2 separate regions of the Mus musculus genome follow, and region 1 is linked to region 2. The links are chromatin contacts, called in public promoter capture Hi-C maps. All regions are on one chromosome and are shown on one strand. Each heading gives the region's core, a stretch centred on a gene start, on an enhancer-like site or on the middle of the called end of the contact. The rest is flanking DNA. Distances are from core to core; before and after follow the strand shown.

Evidence for each region. Promoter capture Hi-C pulls out the DNA fragments that hold promoters and counts their contacts.
Region 1: a contact with region 2 is called in a promoter capture Hi-C map of stem cell-derived epiblast-like cells, with 2.0 times the contacts expected there. The contact joins the promoter of Ankk1 here to the promoter of Zw10 in region 2. A contact is called at or near these places in 2 of 39 promoter capture datasets (the 3T3-L1 cell line and stem cell-derived epiblast-like cells), 1 of 115 datasets of contacts at active chromatin or transcription factors (embryonic basal ganglia) and 1 of 9 other capture datasets (pancreatic islet).

The regions. Positions count from the first base shown.
Region 1 is chr9:49,425,389-49,428,635 of GRCm38.p6, forward strand. Ankk1 (ankyrin repeat and kinase domain containing 1) reads right to left here and starts at 1,653. Exons shown (of 8, transcript NM_001376951.1): 1 at 1,383-1,653. The coding sequence starts at 1,603.
Region 2 is chr9:49,054,106-49,057,386 of GRCm38.p6, forward strand. Zw10 (zw10 kinetochore protein) reads left to right here and starts at 1,476. Exons shown (of 16, transcript NM_012039.2): 1 at 1,476-1,682. The coding sequence starts at 1,578.

The DNA.
Region 1 (3,247 bases), core at 403-2,902, 370 kb after region 2:
ATGGATGAGCTAATAAAGCAATAATCATAAAGCTCCAAAGACAGCCATCCACAATAACATCCACTAGCTACACTCAATGAATTCCTCAATACTCAATGAGTCTTAAGAGCTAGGGAAGGAAAACTGGCTGTAGTTTTTATCACAATCACAGACAGGCAGGTCAACACCATCCACTTTCTCATGCTATTTGTTAAAAACATATTTCCTTGTGTGCATGTGTGTGTGTGAATGCAAATGTGTCACCATTCATGTGTGTGTGTGTGTGTGTGTGTGTGTGTGTGTAAGTCACAGGATAACTTGCAGGAGCCCATTCTCTCCTTCTACCATGCGGGTCCTGGGGGTCAAACTCAGGTCATCAAGCTTGGCAGCCAATGCCTTTATGTGCTGAGTCAGCTCACCAGCTTTCCTTGTGTTCTTTATTTCAAAGACTCTACATGGTTTGGATAAACCTAACATTCCAGAGCTAAGAGTCCTCTAGGCAGAGACAAGAACTAATACAAAAGCTTCTCTTGGATGGGGGTGGGGGTGGGGGTGGGGGTGGGGGTGGGGGTGGGGGGTGTCATCAAATCACAGGAAACACAATAAATAACATCTAAGTAAGCACCACTGTGTGCCCAGTTGATGTCCCAAGAGGTGCTGTGGTGGACATGTCATACTTGGGCCTAACATCCCAGAATGTCCCCTTCCTGGCTGTAAGCAGAAGCACTTAGCAGGAACACACAACACACAATAAGGCCAGAGGCGCTAACAAAGAAGAGGCTGTAGCATAAACTCTGACAGCCAGGATCCAATGCAGACAGATAGCATGGGGTGATAGACTTGACTTCCCAGCAGGACTTACATAAACTGGCAAGTGACCTGGGCTCTGCCTCAGTTAATCCCCTATGGAAGGCCAGGAGTGTGGCATCAGCTTCCTGTTGGTTCCTACTGGGGCAACGTCTAGCCTCGCAGCCCCTTTAGCCTACAGTTGGTGGCATGGAAAAAGAGAAGGTGACACATTACAGGTCACTGAGCCAAGTGTCACATTTTTTGGAAAGCTCAATGCTACCCTGAAAAGATGGAGTAAAGAGCGGTGTCCAAGCTTCATTATATATGCAGAAGGAGGCAAAGTAAGGTTGAGAGGCCAGGCCGACAAAAGAAATTTTGCAAGTCAATTCCTACTCACGGTTGACTTCTTAGGATGCCAACAAGCAGGCATTGTTTGCCTATTTATTTCAGGTTGAGAGAAAGAACCTCTTCTGAGGAAATTCAGATCGCAGGGCTCATTTAAAAGCACCTGGACAGTCAACCCCAACCCCAGCTTATCCCTTTCCTCTGAGCTCCCTAGGCCAAAAACTTGCTCTACCTCAGTCTCTGCTCTGTGGAAGTGGGCCATCAGCTACCTGGTGGTTTCCTTCTGGAGGCACGGGGAGCACTTGATGGCGTACTGGGTCCTCCAGCGCTTGTGCCTCGCCTGGAACACCTTGCTGAAGCCACCACTGGCTACTAGGTGCCATTCTTCCTCAAAATCATCCCTCGTGAAGACGGTGAGGCTGCCCAGCTGCTGCGCCAAGGGACCGACTGCCATGGGGTTCAGAAGCCTCCTGGCTCTGTGTGGCACCATACACTCCCCTGTGCCTCTGCACCGCACCTTACTCTGGCAGCGAGCTGGGTGGCTCCAAGAGCCTCTGCTTCCTGCTCTTCAGGTCTGGGAGGGTGGGAATGATGAGGTGAGGCAGTCCCCCCTCCTTCTTCTTCCGCCAAGGTGGGGAAACCCAGCCAGCCCAGAGCCCGAGGCTGCAGAAGGGAGGAAAAGATCTGGTCCTGGAAGAGGGCATGCCCCTCTCAGGTAGCTTTTTCTTCCTCAGTCCCAGCTAGCTCAGCCTAGCAGAGTTAGGGAGGGCCAGAGCTGTGCTTGCAGCTGGAAGTCAGATCGCAGCAGGAGAGGCTGGCCTGGCATTGTGGTCGAATATTAAGTGGGAGCAGGCTGATTCATATCTTTCTGCTACCCCTCCACAGAGAACTTGAACATGGGGCAAATGACAGCATTTGCCTATAGCAACTATAGTGCATGTGTTCTTCCTTTAGTCATGTCAGGACAATGTCTTTGGGTGAACTCTAGAAAATGTCAGCATTCCTGAGTATATATGGTCACAAAGGTTGAGCACCCATGAGCGCCCTAGAGTCAGTACAGTGACCCAGCAGTTCTGTCATAGCCGAAAGCCAATGGAGACTTTCTTTAAACCAGGACAAGTTATTTGCATAAAGGGAAGTTCCCCAGTCTGTCTCCATTTTCCACTCTGCAAACGTGTTTCAGAAGGCATGTTGGGCATGTTCTGACAGGCTCCAACGTCAGCTTGGATGCTGAGGGGACGACTGGTCACTGTAAAGGAATGAATGCATTCAGGAAGCTAAGGCAGATGATCCATAGTGAGGAGAAAAGGAGAAGAAGAGAGGGGGAGGAGCAGGGGAGAAGGGAAGGGAGGAGCAGGGGAGGAGAGAAGAGGGGAGGGAAAGGGAGGGAAGGAGAGGGGAGGGGAGGGGAGGAGATGTGTTCTACTGATCTTGAGCTCATATGGAAACAAGACTGACCTTGAACTCATGACCCCCTTGCCTCTGTCTACCAAGCATTGAGATTGGAGGTATACCTCCAATCATTACACCTGACCCTATAAGGAAATGTTTATGGCCTAGGGTAAGGCAGAAACAACAAAACAAAACAAAAACCCATGAGGACAGACTTAAATACTATAAGCATGACTCATAAATTGAAGATTAATAAACTGAACGTTATAAAAAACACCCACTCTGGGGAGGACCACAGGAAGATGATGAGATGATAAAGTGCACACAGGGAGAGAATATTTGTGAGCTGACTTCTGGATAATCATGTCTTGCTGGTTCCTAGGAGATATAAGGATGTCTTCAAAGTTAATGGCTAACAAGTGAAATAATTTATCCAGTTAGAAAATGGAGAAGAGACTCGGGCTCATTTTGCTGGGGAAGCTACACAGATGGCAAATAAGGACCTGAGAATATGCTCAATGTCATTAGCCAATACACAAATGCTAAGTGAAGCTACAATGAGATGTCAATGTACACATAACAGAATTATTAACATAAATATCAAGGACAAATACCCATGAGAAAGTGAACCATATAAGCATTGCTACTGAAGTTATAGACGACCAGCTACTTTGCAAGGCAGTGAGTCAGTCTCTGAGAATATATAACATATATAGGCTAAATGACCTAGCAATTGTCCTTT
Region 2 (3,281 bases), core at 226-2,725:
CAAGGCTAGTTCTCTTAACTACTAAGTGATCTCTCAGTTGAAGAATGTTAAAGGTCAAGCTCTCAGTGCAAGAATTTTCCCTGCCATCAACGATAAAAAAGGACAAAGGGTAAATTAGCAAGAGAAAAGATGACATTTGTATAATAAACATCTTGTTTATTGGTTTTATTGCCTGCTCCAGGAAGGATGCTGGAGACAGATAACATCTGTTCTAAATCCCTACTGATTGAATTACCTGTATCTGCACCCTTGTCTCTGTTAATTTTATACTTTATGGTATTGCTGCACTAATGGCATTCCATTTGGCTATGTAAAACACTTGCTTGCTCTGCTGGTCAAGTAACAAAAAGTGTATAAAGGGGACAAGGATGCTCTTACAGCACGCATCCCTCTCCTACAAAGAGTGTCACGTTGGTAATAATGCCCAGTGGCTGTCTTTCAGGTCAGCCTGTTTTGCAAAGTGAACGAGTGATCTCATCTTCGCGGAACACTCTTTTGACCTTCAACAATGAAATAGTTCTAAAAAGCTATGGCTAGCTGGACATAGTGGAATAAGTGTATAATTCCTGTATACAGGAGGCTGAGGCAGGAAGATAGCTATGAATTTGATGCCTTCCAGGGCTACAGAAACCACGTCTCAAAACAGAGCCAAAAAAATCACTGAAAACTTTAAAATTAAACAACGATAAAAAGCCTTTGGTGAAATTTATTTGTAATCTCTGATAGGAAGTGATAAGAATCTTGTTCTAGGGGATTGCCCGGTGGCTAGAAGCACTCGTTGCCCTTACTCAGGACCAGGACTCAATTCCCAGCATCCACATGGTGGCTCATGTCATCTGTAAGTCCAGTTTCAGGGACTGGACTTACTTGCCTGCTTCTGACTTCCATGGACACAGCCAAAACATTCATACGTATCTTAGAAAGAAGGTTTTATAAAAGAATGTCTGTAGCACTTACAGGACCGTTACACTAAGTATAAATTTGTACCATATCCATGTATCAATATACTTAATATGAGGCACTATTAACAAACACTATTAGAAAGGTGCAATTGTGGGGATCCTTTCACTTATGTCACTCTCTCGCACAATTCCAGAGGGCAAAATTCGGGTAGACTTAGCTGCTGAGCCCAATGAATGAATAACAAAAAAGATCGAGATGATTCTGTAAGTATCGAGCTAGATAATCTCACAGGAAAACCTGAGATTACTGAGTATAGGGAGGGCCATAAAGGATTATTACCTGAAACATTCCGCAGTTTCTAGCGAAACCAACCCAACCCTACCCAAAATACAAGAAGAAAAAAACCGGCGGGAACAGACTGGCGTTTGAAAACCTGTAGGGAGCAGATGACGCCTGCGCACTTTGGTGCCTTCTAGACGCCACTGAAACAGCGGACGCCTGACGGCGCGAGGCCTCCTGGGAACTGTAGTGTGACCCTCTCCTGTGCGCGAGCGCCGGACCCCGTAGAACTCAGTTTCCCGGCAGGCCCTGCGGTGAGGCCGCTGGCGGGACCGGAGCTGCGGCGCTGGCAGCGGGGTTGACCTATCCTGTTTGTGTGGGTACGCTTCGTGGCGATGGCCTCTTTCGTGACAGAAGTCTTGGCCCACTCGGGGAGCCTGGAGAAGGAGGATCTGGGCACCAGGATCAGCCGCCTGACCCGGCGGGTGGAGGAGATCAAGGTGAGGGCGGGCCACAGGCTGCTGCCGCTGGGGAGAGCCGGGTGCGGAGCCTCCTGAGTTGGAGGCTCAGAAGTGTTGGGGGGCTGTTTGGAGCACGGCCGCAGAGCGGTTGGAGACCAGGGCCTGGGATTGTGAGGAGGAAAGGCCGTGGCTGTTTAGTGGTGGGGAGTGGGGCCAAGTTGGGCAAAAGTGAGCCGCTGATGGAGAAGACTGAAGAAACCTGCGGAGCCGGAGGTGGGACTGGAAGCCCGGATGTCCACTTAGGACAGGACAGCCGCCCTATCTGTCATCTCTACCCACTCCTTCATTTATGGATGGATGTAATAATTCTAGGAAAGTCGCGTCGTTCTCCTCGGATTTTCTTTTAACTGGTTGAATATGTTTATAAAAGTATTACTTCACGCACGGAACTTGAGGCATGCTGAGGGCTGATGAGCTGGTACCGGCATGAATATGCAACTCACAGCCATAGTTTTACTTCGTATTAGTGCTACCTGGCAAGCCAGGTCTTCAGTGGCTTTCTTTGAAAATGACGTGTACCTCACTAAGTCTGGACTTGGTAGGCGCTACCTAACAACTTTCTTCTTCTTCTTTTTTTCTTTCTTTCTTTTCTTTTCTTTTTTTTTTCCTAGACAGGGTTTCTCCGTGTAATAGCCCTCGTTGTCCTGGATTCAAGCTTTGTAGAACTGGCTGGTGTCGAACTCACAGAAATTCGCCTGCCTCTGCCTCCCGAGTGCTGAAATGGAAGGTCTCCACCATCCCACCCGCTCCTAACAATTTTTGATGTTAGAGTTCTTAATTTTATGTATTCATGCCACTGGCATTTCTGTAGTGTGGCTTACGGTTTTTTGTTTTTTAATGATCTAGGATGAGGACATTGCACTAGTATTTGTTTCATACATAAGTTTGAATCTTCAGTCAACTGAGAACTACTTTCTGTGCCTCAAGCAGGCATAGTCCTTGCACCTCCAGCTTTTTACCACTTTAAATGTATTTCTACACACACACACACACACACACATACACACACACACACCTCTTCCATCTCAGTTGTAGCCTCCTGCATAAAACAAATGCCTGACTTTTCTCCTGAGTCTTCTCTTTTGTACTGGGATGCTTTGTAACTGCTGAAGTATTACACTTCAGCCCCGTTTTTTGGCCAGTTTGGAGAATAGTATCTTTCCTACATAAAAGGAATTAGTTTATGGGCAAGCATAATTTACATCGTGCAGCGTGTTCAAGAAGATATTAAGTTGCTTTGAATTAAGGGAGATAACAAGACTCAATCCTTTATAAAAATTTATTTTATTCATGTGTGTATGTCTGTGGGCGCATGTGTGTGGTAGTGTGGGTGTGGAGGTCAGAGGACAGCTTGTGGGAGTCAGTTCTTTGGTTTTACAGTGTGGGTCCCGGGAGTTGAACTTCGGTCATCAAGCTTGGTGGCAAGCACCTTTACCATTGGAGGCATCTCCCTAGCCCTCTTATCATTTGAGAAGTTTTAAAATGAAAATTTTGTAACCCAGAAGATGGAAATTAGTAAATTAAGCTATATAAATTATGTATTTCTATGTGTAATTAGGTAGATGATTAAAATTTGTG